3 separate regions of the Sus scrofa genome follow, and all the other regions are linked to region 2. Evidence: chromatin contacts called from public Hi-C data. All regions are on one chromosome and are shown on one strand. The core of a region is the stretch at or near the end of the contact, and the rest is flanking DNA. Distances in the headings are between cores, read along the strand shown.

Region 1 (3,853 bases), core at 346-2,845, 200 kb after region 2:
GATGTTCCCTATTTGACATTGCTTTCTAGTGTTTAACTGGTTTTTGATGCCCTCATTTCATTTCTCCAGGGTTATGTGTTTTCTCATTCTTTTTTTGAGAGGTTTAGTCAAAACTTCTTGAAAATTCAAATAAATATGTGTCTGCTGAGTTCCCTTTGCTTGATGTTTTTAAAATATTTTAGAAAACCTTTCTAATAGGTTATGGCAACTGATCTGATAGATTTGCTCCTGGTCAGGATCCTGCTGGTTACCCAACCAAGTTAGTTATCCAACTCTTCATGTTCACAGGGGTCAGCCACAGGGAATTCACTGATCTATATTTGCCTAAAGTTTGAAGCCAGCGGCCGCATGTGACTTTCTGCCTCAGAAATCGTTGCACTGGTGAAAGAAGCGCTGTATTTCCTTCATGATTTGGCCCTGTGTTGTCCTTCTTACAGAACCTTTGCTGGCTCCACCTCAGTCCGTCCTAAAAGCCTGGTGAACTTTGAAATCACCCTGCAAGTATGTCTTTAGATCCTTCTATCTTATTGTATTTGAAAAGCATGGTCTTGCTCATGGTGAGAAAAAAAAAAAAGCCCACATGCTTCCAATACCTTCCGCCAAAAAAAGGACCCACCCTAAAAATTTCGGGTGGCTTTTTAAGCCTATTTTTCCTGACCGAGCATCTCTGATAACAATCTTTCCACCGCCTTTGTAAAACCACATAGGCTTCCCATAACCTAGTGGGACCTTGAACTCTGCCCATGGAAGGGAAAGCACAGAAAAGGGCTGGAATATACACACTGCAAAAGCAAATAAGAGTTTGAACTCCACCTGCCTTTTATTTGGCAAGCCATGAGCGTCTCCTTTCCCTCCTGCCCTCAGAGGACAGAGGGCCATTGCAGCCTTGAAGGCCATAACCTTCTTCTGCTTGGAGGTCTACGCCAAAACCTTCACTCGAGGAAGCCAGAGAGTGGCCTCCCTACACTGTCCAATTTCTCAGCATCACGGACAAATCCCATTTCCCCCAAGATGGTTGTTCTGGGCTGAGCCAGTCTTCTGTGCTGTGCAGCAAAAACTGGAGCAGCTCCACATGTGTTCTCTTGTCAAGACTTTTAGGACCTGCGGGCCTGGTTGGAGAGGCGGGAAGGCTGGAAGCACTGTTTTGACTTTGATTTTGCGGCATTGGAAAGACAGAGACATATGAACTGGAATTTTTGCAAAGTGTACGTGGTTGGGGGTGGGGGGGAGGGGAGGGTTCTGGCCATCGATGGCTTTGGCACGCCTCCGCCGAGTAAGAATTCCCCAAAGAGTTAAAAGCTCTTCTGAATATGAAGAGCTGTAAAAATCGCCTTGCCTGTGCTCCAAAAAAGAAGGCATAGGATTTGGTCCGCGGGTTGCGGTGTTCAGAGGTGAGCCCAGGGTTTAGGGGCTGCGCGGCTTCAGGTTCCAGGGCGCCACCCCTGCACCCTGCGCAGGTAGCGACCACCCTCACTGTCGCCCCCACCCCCATCCGCGGACAGACCTCCACCCATCCCGGGGCCTGGTGGGCGGGCCCAGGTCGTAGTGGGCGGGCCCGGGCGGGGCGGGGCGGGGCCGGCGCTGAGTCCAGAGCTCTGGCTCCGAGGAGACGGCGGGCGGCACTAGAGGGAGCTGCTAGCGCCGCCGCCGCCTTCGCCGCACCGGCCCCCCACGCCCGCGGCCCGGAGCGCCGCCTCCCAGACCGCGCCGCCGCGATGGCGGAGGACAGCGAGTCAGCGGCCAGCCAGCAGAGCCTGGAGCTGGACGACCAGGACACGTGTGGGATCGACGGGGACAATGAGGAGGAGACGGAGCACGCCAAAGGGTAGGCGCGCCTGGGGCTCGGTGCGGACGCAGGCTCCCGGGCGCGGCAGCGGCGCTGAGCGGCTCCCCGGCCCCCGCGTGGCTTTCGCGCGGCTCCAGGGCGGCGGGAGGTCCGGGGGGCGCGGCTCGCGCGCGGAGAGGCGCAGTGGGGGCGAGCCCCCTGGTGCGCCGGGAGGCGTGGGGACCCGCCACGCCGCTGTCACCTGCCGTGCGACCCGCCCTGGCGCGCCCCCATCCCGGCCGGCATGTGACTCAGTAGTGCTAAGGGGGGCGCGGCGCCCTTCCCTTTGTGGTGGCCCGGCTGGTGGGAAGTGGTTCTCCTCTCTCCGCTCCTTGTCATCCCTCCGTAAGTCCTCCTGGACCCTGTTACCCCTCCCCCAGCCGCGGGGAAAAAAGCCGCTGGTGGAGCGGAGCGGTTTGAGATTTGCCCCTGCTGGTTCCGGCGCTGCTGGCCAGGAGCAGCGGAAAGTTGTGCTGCCCCGGCCGCCCCTCCCCGCGCTGAGATGGGCACGGGGGCGCCGGGGGTCCCGGCCAGGCTGCTGGGGACGCGCAGGTTCGCCATCGCGGAGCGCGTCTGCGTCTCCAAAGCCGGCCCGACCCTCATTTCAGCTCTGTCTCAGGGGGTAGCGCCTGCTGACCGGGTCAGATCCGGATGGGTGTTTTGATCTCCAGAGCCATGCTTTAACACCTGGTCAGGTTTCTTCCTCCTTTTACTGGCTCCCTTTTCTCCCGCACAGACTTGATTTGCACTCCGGTGGGAAAAAGGTTGCTTCTGATGAAGGAGGGTATTGAAGTTCTGTTTTATAGGCGGCAGCGGGAGGGGGGTCATTTTAAATCCAGGCTAGTGGCTACCTTGCCCTTCTACCTTGATGGAATCGAACTATGCGCTAGTACAGTGCCACCCCTTAGAAGTGATATTTTGCAAACCATGGTGACTGGCAAAGAAGTGGGTCAGCTTAAAAACATGATAGGGAGGCCTTAGTCACAGATGGCTTATTTATTCAGTTCATGGGGAGGATTTTTTAAATGATTGATGATTTAAAGTGTAAAGTATTTGCATTCTCTTTAACGTCTGGTTGAAGATTTATTTAAGAAAGGAACTTTGAGCTTTCATGTGTTATGAAATATTGAGAGAGATCAAGCAAAAGAAAAGCTGACTAAATGTATCTTTCATTGGCGTGATTTTTTTTTCAGTGGCAGCTGCAAGTACAGAATGTTGTAATTCTAGTCTAGAATATTTTTTTTTTGAAGAGAGGAAATTCTGCAGACATCTGAGCCCCAGTTCTGTTTATGCGGTGATAGAAATTTGTCTATGATAGATAGCTAAATATAGATAAGTTTTTGAAACAATGACACCAGTGCCAGAAATGAGCCCAGATGCAAATGTGATGGATTACGCAGAAAACTTCATCACCTGTCCTTTGTCTTTCTAGCAAGACCCTGGATGCCTGACTTTTCCACTGTAATTTCTGTTTCTTGTTCTTCGTTCTTTTGAAGGCTTGGTTATGTACTTCTTTGCTTACACAGTCCGGAATGTGCATGGTACAGAGAGAATTACCCATCTGTGTACCCCTTGATCTGGGCCTGCCCCCAGGAGCCTTGCAGGAGACTCTGCAAAGTTCCCAGATTAGCACCCAAAAGCATCTCCATGCCCTCTTCAGAAAGAGTCAGTTTTGTACATCAGCACATCAATTATATATTAGCACAGTTACTCACAATTCAGAGATGCCCAGTGAACTGACTGTTTTAACCAGGAGCAGATAACATGATTTCAGCTTCTTGGAGGAAGAAATTGTCGTAATGGGTTGATCGTGGCCTATTAACCTGTCAGGACAAGAGTAGAAATCTAAGTGGCTGTGCTAGTTGGACTGCCTTTTTGAATTCAGATAATGGGAGCCAAATTTGGGGGAGTGATTGTGTTTTATTTGGCTCGTGCTGATGATAGGGCTCAGTAGCAACCTAGATTTTTTCCTAAGCAGCTCAAGTTGGTAAATGTTAAAATTCGAAAGTCTTGTCTTTTCTACACCTG
Region 2 (3,765 bases), core at 943-3,442:
CAGGAACTGAATCCGAGCCACAACTGTGAACTATGAGGTGCACCAACGTCGGATCCTTCAACCCCCTGAGCCAGGCCATAAATTGGACCCACTTGAATGCATCGACCTTAGTTGCTGCAGTTGGATTCTTAACCCACTGCATCACAGTGGGAACTCCCTAGAAACAGCTTTTAAAACAATTTGGACACAGCTAGAGGTAACCTGAATCATTTGCATGAAATTTATTCTTGGAGATAACCTGGTATAGGGACTTTGAATTTGCTGTTAGGAAACCCAGATGTTATGGGCAAATTATTTGTCAAAGAGCCTCAGTTTGTTCAGCTGTAAAATAGGAATAATAACACTACCCAAGTAAGTTGTTATAAGGAAGGATCTCCAGTCCAGGGAGAGTGACATATGATTAGGAACTCCAAATATAATAGTGTCTTCATGAGACCTAACACTTCAGTTCTCAGGATTTTGTAGGAGTCCCAGGTCATCTCCCAATAACCTGGTTCTCAGTTGTTATCATTCATTTTTTTTGCTCAGGCTAGTCCTGTCTTATAATCAACATCCCTGACAAAGGCATATCCTCAAAAGATAGGAAGTGAGCAAGTTCAACTCCAGGATGGGTCTCATGTCACTTCTCTTGAGAAGCCCCTCTACCCCAAGAAAGTGACTTGAAAACTCTGCGACTGCCCCTCTCCCAAAGCCGCCACGCAGTAAGCTGGCTGGCCCGGACCCTCTGCTCCAGTGGGCAGGAACCCAAACTGGGATTGAGGTCTGACTGATCTGGATGGCCATCTCATATGCTTCCCTCTCCTGGCTCTGATGTGGACCCTGGAATTACCCTAAGGCTTTGATGCTGGAAGTCAGAAGGAGGCGGTTATCAGGCAGTCCCTAACTGTGGGTTTTCTTTTCTATCTTCCTGACTACCTGACACCCTGTGCAGGTGCACAATTTGCACAAATTGCAGCATTGGTCCTGAGGCTGTGGCTAACACCCACATCGGCTTCTCCTCCTCCTGGTTTTATTGTATCTCACAATGATTTGTCTATAATAAGCCAACTGGGCAAGCGCCATCCTTCATTCTCTTTTTGGTACAGTGCCTGCCATGACTTAATGTCCAATTAATAAAATTACAGTAATAACCCTCCTCTGGCCTAGCGTTCTGGAGGCAGCACCCGGCCTCTGCTGCTGGAAATATCTGGATTCCCCCAGAAATCCCCTGGCCTGGAGTCTGTCGCAGAGGTCGCAAGGTCCCTGCAGTGCTGATTGGTCGAGAAGGTGGCAAGAAACATGGGACTGAGGGTGGTACCAGAAAGGCACAAACAAGATCGGGTTAAGGAAGGGAAGTTTGAGGGTGTGAGGTACTTGGCTCAAAGGAAGCCTGAGGTTTGGGTGAAGAGCTTCAACCCCCGGGACCAGAATGATTGTTTTATTCCTCTGTCACCCACCAGTTATGAGCTAAGGACAAATTTTCCTATGATTTTCTCACCTCTTAGTGGGGAGAGCAACACCCATCTCTGAGATCATATATTATGAAGACAAAATGAAAGAGAAAAAGTATTTAGGGCCTCAGTAAACGTAAATTTCCTCCCTTTCCTCCTTCCCAACCTTCTAGATCCAAGGACAAATATCCAAGGACAGCTCAACACAGAGAAGTTCACCTGTCTACACTCAAGCACCAAGGGTCGCCTACAGTTTACATGAACTGGGGGACTGCTCCTGGGTGCCAAGTCCTCCCAGGGGTCATGGGTGGATTGGGCCGGGAAGAGCGGCAGGATGGGCTTCTCCCGCAAAAAACCGAGCAAGGTCATATGTAACCTCGGTGCCACCTGAGGACCATGAGTTAACTAGGTGCGAGTGTATCGGGCTAAAGACTAGTGTTGTCACTCCACAGCGGTCGGGGCTGGGGGCTGCAGAGCTGTCTGGTAGCCAACGTGGCAGTCACTGCTAGTGGGTGGCCGGCGGGCGCGCGGGGCGACCCCGAGGGGGTGGCTGCGCTGGCAGGCGGGGCGCGCGGCCGCCAGGTGGCACCACGGCCCGGGGCCTGGGCGTCGCGGCGGGCGGGGCGGGGTGCGGGGTGGGGGCACGAAGGGGTTAAGGAGGCGGCGGCGGCGGCGGCGGCGGCGGCTCTTCGGGGAAACCCACCGGGGCGCGCGGAGGCGGGAGCGGCCGTGGGCTGCGGGGCCCGGCGCCGCGCCGGGCGGGGGCGCGGCCAATCGGGCGGCGGGCCCGGCGCGCGCGGAGCCAGGCGACATGGAGGGAGGCGCGGCGGTCGGCCGCCCCTGACGCGCCGCTCCGAGCCGGTGGTCGGCCAGCCCGCGCCGCCCGGGGCCCTGCGGTGCGGAGATGAGCAGGTCGACGGCGCTCCTGCTCTGCCTGCTGGGCTGCAACGTGTGGAAGGCGGTGACCAAGACGCTGCGGGAGCCTGGCGCCGGAGCCCAAGGTCGGTGCGCGACGGCGGCGGGCCCGGGAGGCGCGAGGGCCGGCGGCGGCAGGCTTTGTGTCGGCCGCGGGCCTGCGGCGGAGGCGGCGAGGCTGCCGGGCGGCATTGTGTCGCTGCGGTGGTGGCCGGAGCCCGAGCCCGAGTCGCCGCCGCGGGGCCTGCGGCCCTAGCGCCGCGCTCCCGAGGGGGCGGCGCCGCCTGGGGACGCCGAGATTCCCCGGGCGGATGTTCCCGGGGGGCCGTGGGCCGCTGGTGGTGTAGGTGGCATCAGCTTTTGCCGCCTCGGGTAGCTGGTTTGGATGCAGCCGAAGGTCCTTTATGCGCGACGCAGACACGCGGCTCCATCTCCTTTGCCCGGGCGAGAGCGGCTGCCCCCCGGGTTGCCGTCGCCCGCTTCCCCCCGCCGCCACCTCCCAGGACTCGGATCGTCGAAGCCAGATTGCAGAGGCTGCGCTCGGCCCTTTTGTTGCGGCGGCCGAGAAGGTGGCCGCCGCCCCTGGGGTGCCCCCTGCGCCCCGGGACCCCAGGTCTGCGGCCGCTGCCCGCCTCCAGCCGGCCGCAGTTTGGGAAAGTTTCGGGGTCTCCTCCTCCTCCTTATCCGGAGTCTTTTCCAGGCCTTAAGGGATTTGCTTGGCGGCCCAGGAGTCATCCCCGAAAGAGGAGAAAGAATTGGAAGTGGGAGGCCCTAATCAATTTAAAACACACGAAAATCATTTCCTGGGCTGTATGTCGCCAGCTCGTGCCTTTTGTCTAATCTTTGGCCTCTTCAAATCTGCTTTCCAGCCCAGGGAGGAATGTGGTCGCCTCTGAGAATGGCCACGAGCCTGTCTTTTGTTTTTAAAATGAGAATTTATTGCGGGGGAAGCCCCAAAGCTTCCTTTGCACGCATTTGTGGGCTCTAGATGGAGGGCTGCTCTGTTGCCTGGCTTTTCAAAAGGGTGAGTGAGGGAGGCCCCCGCAGATTAACATTTGGCATCCACCCAGGACACCAGTGCCCGGACTCCCTGGGCCTCTCTGCTCTCCCGGGAGGGTTTCCCTGCAGCCCTGGAGACCCCCACCCCGACTCCTTGCGGGTGTCCTTTCCTCCAGGAAAGGCGTCTGTTCTGTGAGGTCTGCCCTGCAGACACGATGCTCGGTGCTCGAGAGAACGCTTCGTCCTATTGCTAGGACCCTGCCTTACCCCGTTTTCTGTTTTCTTCCTGCTCACACTTTTCCCTGAAGACAAATATTCAGAGCCCAGGAGTGCCAGGGAGCAGAGAACCCTGGATGGATTTCCACATCTGATGTTGGGGCTCCCCACAGTCGGCTGGGTTTAGTTCGTTATCTACAGGTTG
Region 3 (3,783 bases), core at 979-3,478, 140 kb after region 2:
CCCTGAGCCGTGGAAGACCCCTGCATGCTGGAGGGACTTGGAGTAAACGCAGGACTTGATCGTGAAGTTGGGCAGATTTTTGGAAGAGAGGAAAGCCATGTGTGGTAGGAACAGCAGTTGAGGGCAGAGTCACAGAGGATGTGTTGTGAGGACAGGTACGCGTTGGGAGGGCCAAGCTAGGAAGAACGGGGGCGGGCTGTGGGGGGTCAGAGCAGCCGTGACCTCGCCTCCTCTGTGCCTCCAGGGACAAGCCGGTGGCCTCCCATTGCTCCTGGCACTGGAAGCCCTGCCCAGCCCTGCCCAGCCCTTCCCAGGCTCCCTCCTTCCTGCCCCGCTGGCCTCCCCCCACCCCGGGAATCTTCTGTGCCTCTGTGGATGCTTGTCCTTTCTGCTCCCCCAGCCCCACCCCCCAGGTGACAGTCCTGTCAGTTCCCCAGAGCCCAGCTCACCCCCAGCCTTCCCTGCCCACCCCAGGGGCACCCTCACTGCACTCCCAGAGCGGCTTGTAGGTGCTTTTCTGGCTTTTCTGGCTCCCACCAGCATCACAGGCTGGACTTGGGGGCCTGTTAGCTGGGTGTGGGTGTGGGTGGGGGGGTGTCTGTCTGTCTGTCTATCTAGCCAATAGGCTCGCCCACAGGCTAACTGTGAGATGTTTGAAAAGGCCACTTCCACTTGGACTGTGGCTGCGTCAAAAGCCAAGGCAGTGTAGTCGGCCAGGTAGGTGGTTTGCCCTTGAACCAGCACAAATGAGGACTCGGAGCCTCCAGCTCTTTTCCTCCGGGTCCTTTAGCCTAATCCTGGTATCCGCTCCCCTTGAAGAGCAGTGACTCAAGAATCTAATCTGGGGGAAACTGCAAACCAAAGAATGCAAGCCGCTTCCTGGCTGATAGGAGATCCTGGCAGGGCTGCTCCTGTGGGAGTGGGGTGGGGTGTGTTAGTCATGAGCTAATCAGCGTGGGTTCCCCCGCTTCCCCAGGGGAAGCTGGAAGTGGTGGCAAACAATCCGTTCTCTGCCTCCAGGCAGACTTCCTGACCCAACCCAGAAACCCTTTAGCCGCATGTGTCAAACGCCCTCTGCTTCCCTTCCTCAGCAGCCCCCTGGAGTGAGTGATGCTCCGAGCAGCTGAACCATTTCTGGGTGGATGCTCTCAGCCAATGACCCTGCGTTCAGCATCCTTGTCCTTAGACTCATTTTGGAAACCCTCCCGGTCATGGTCTCCTCTAACTTGAATCTAAATCCTCCAGAGCCATGATTCAGCCTGTTGCGTTGGGGGCATCAGACCTCGCCTTCTGACGCCTGGCCTCTCCGGGAAGTGGGGGGGCGGGGATGTGCTGGGGAAGCATTGCTGGGCCACCTACTACATTTGAATGCTGCTATGGCAACTCATAGGCCCTAGAAGCTGTGCCAAGTATTGTTTCTTTCCTGCAAGGGGAGTGAGCCACTCTTGCCACCTCGGTGATGTGTATACCTAGGAAAGATGGGGGTGGGGGAATATTTGGTGCACAACTGGTGCATTGAGGCCCAGGGTGGGCAGGATTCCACGTGGCCTTGTCAGGGGGCTGGTGATCCTAGGAGGAGCCCCATGTGAGTGCCCAGTGTCTCCGGGCTGGTGGGTCGGGTGGGTGCGCCCACACCATGGGGAGGCCAGGTCAGCACACTCTTGCCTCCTGGGCCTCAAAGCAAAGTTTTCTGCGGGCGAGACAGGTGACAGCCGCATGGGCCCTTGGGCGATGCGGCCTGCTCCTGGAAACCTTACAAAGTGAAAAGATTATCAAAGGCTGGCAAGTTTTGTAGGACACACAGCAGGGCTGAGTGGAAGAAATAGCACTGGGCTTGAAGACAGACAGACAGACGGACCTAGGCTGCCCTGCTCTGTTCTCTACCCCAAGGCCTCAGAAGAGTGCCGTGTCTCACCCATCTCCAGCGTCCTTGTCCAAACGGGGAAAATAAGTCCTACTCGGGAGGGTGGTTGTGACAACTATGGATAACGTACACACAAAACACATAGCCGTAACCAGCCAGCTCACAGTGGGTACTCGTTAATGTTAAAGACTAGTTAAAGTAGTGACGGAAAGACAGCACCAGCCTGGACTTACTTAGTGTCTCCCAACCTTAGAGCCAACAGGAAGCTTCTTAAAATACTCACCTAAGCCAGGGTTACGGGTTAGAATCTGCCCATAAGAGGGAACCAAGGAATCTGTATATTGCATTTTTAAAACTTCCCCAAGCAACTCTGATGTCACCAGTCTGTGATTCCGGAGAGGAAATCCGTTTATTTGCTGGAGGATGAAGCATAGCCACAGTGCCAGAGTTTTCCCTCTTCTTTCCCCGCCCCCTAACCGTTTCCAGGCTGTACCTTGATTCTGTTTCTAAACTCCAGAGGCTTCTGGAGGAGCTCGGCCAAGATGGCATAGTCGTAAACTGGAAAGGCTTCTGCTATAACATTTTCCGTGTTTGGAAGCGGGGATGTGCATGCGATAAAGGAGCTGAAAGTAATTGAGTCAGAAAGGCCAAGAACATAGTCCGACTCTTTCCTGAAAGGTAGGGAAAAGAATTCCTGCAGAGGAGTTTGCATCGTGGCTCAGTGGAAATGAACCCAACTAGTATCCATGAGGGTGCAGGTTTGATCCCTGGCCTTGCTCAGTGAGTTAAGGATCCGGCATTGGCTTGAGCTGTGGTGTAGGTCACAGACTTGGCTTAAATCTGGTATTGCTGTGGCTGTGGTGTAGGCTGGCAGTTGCAGCTCTGATTGGACCCCTAGCCTGGAAACTTCCCTCTGCCGCAGGTGTGGCCCTAAAAGGACCAAAAAAAAAAAAAAAAAAAAAAAAAAGAATTTCTGCAGAAAGCAGAATGCAGTCCCTCCCTGATAGCCTGACCCCTTGGGCTCTCGAATGGGTTGTAAACATGACACTTAAGGTGATCTGGACTGTGCTTTTAAGCCTCAAAGAGGAGTTGAGCAGGCCTCCGGCTGAAGTGTTTTTCTGCATTTCACAGGAACGTGGCTGAAGAGTGGTCTCGGCCTTGTGCACCAGGAAGGCAGCCAGCTGACGTGGACCTACATTGCCCCTCAGTTGGGGTACTGGGTGGCAGCCATGTCACCCCCCAACCCAGGTAACAGGATCCCCAACACCTGCAGGGATGGGGATTGATGCCTTTGAGGGTTCAGGCTAAGTGTACTTTGGAAAGTTCCCAAGGTGGCTTAGCAGTAACAAGCCCAACTAAGTATCCATGTGGACGGGGGTTCAATCCCTGGCCTCGCTCAGTGGGTTGAGAATCCGGTGTTGCTGTGAGCTGCGGAATAGGTCACAGACATGGCTCAGATCCTGAGTTGCCGTGGCTGTGATGTAGGCCGGTGGCCGTAGCTCCAATTTGACCCCTAGCCTGAGAACGTCCATGTGCCATGAGTGGGGACCTAAAAACACAAAGAAAAAAAAAAAAAAAAAGTGTCTTCAGCAGGGAGATCACATCTTCCTCAAAAATGGTTGAAAGTATGAAAAAAATCGAACAATGAGAGGAAGCTGTTTTGTGGGGGTGGGGAGTTCTGGTTGGAAGTCTCCCATCGAGGATAAGAATAATGCATAGAAAATAGTCTCGAATCTCTGTTTTGCTCAGACAGCTGCTGTAGGGAATTCTTAATCCAAAGCCCACAGAGGCGGTCTGGATCTCCTCCCTAATTCCTGAAACAGCTGTGGCCCGTGTAAGAAAACACGTGAGGAAAGGAACTCACCCTTGGAGGCTTCTTGGGGCCAAAACCTTGACTGGGCATTTGTAAAAGGCTTCAC

Evidence for each region. A called contact is a pair of places that touch in the nucleus more often than the background predicts.
Region 1: a Hi-C map of skeletal muscle shows a contact between it and region 2, with 4 times the contacts expected there. The contact joins the promoter of NMT2 here to the promoter of FAM171A1 in region 2. A contact is called at or near these places in 3 of 5 promoter capture datasets (fetal liver, fetal skeletal muscle and liver), 1 of 47 Hi-C or Micro-C datasets (skeletal muscle) and 1 of 2 datasets of contacts at active chromatin or transcription factors (skeletal muscle).
Region 3: a contact with region 2 is called in a Hi-C map of retroperitoneal adipose tissue, with 2.9 times the contacts expected there. The contact joins the enhancer-like site here to the promoter of FAM171A1 in region 2. A contact is called at or near these places in 1 of 5 promoter capture datasets (liver), 21 of 47 Hi-C or Micro-C datasets (adipocytes, alveolar macrophages, embryonic fibroblasts and 12 more) and 1 of 2 datasets of contacts at active chromatin or transcription factors (skeletal muscle).

What each region holds. Positions count from the first base shown.
Region 1 is chr10:46,645,572-46,649,424 of Sscrofa11.1, forward strand. It overlaps NMT2 (glycylpeptide N-tetradecanoyltransferase 2), which reads left to right and starts at 1,596. Exons shown (of 12, transcript XM_021064837.1): 1 at 1,596-1,825. The coding sequence starts at 1,716.
Region 2 is chr10:46,447,589-46,451,353 of Sscrofa11.1, forward strand. FAM171A1 (protein FAM171A1) reads left to right here and starts at 2,193. Exons shown (of 8, transcript XM_003130736.6): 1 at 2,193-2,431. The coding sequence starts at 2,335.
Region 3 is chr10:46,590,608-46,594,390 of Sscrofa11.1, forward strand. FAM171A1 (protein FAM171A1) reads left to right here. Exons shown (of 8, transcript XM_003130736.6): 6 at 2,996-3,112. Among named protein-coding and RNA genes, the nearest start is that of NMT2, 55 kb to the right of the region's middle. Within about 2 kb of position 2,229, at least 27 of the 83 cell types and tissues checked have an H3K27ac peak or open chromatin away from gene starts, as enhancers often do. A contact at or near this core is called in embryonic fibroblasts, fetal liver, liver and 4 more, where this site is marked.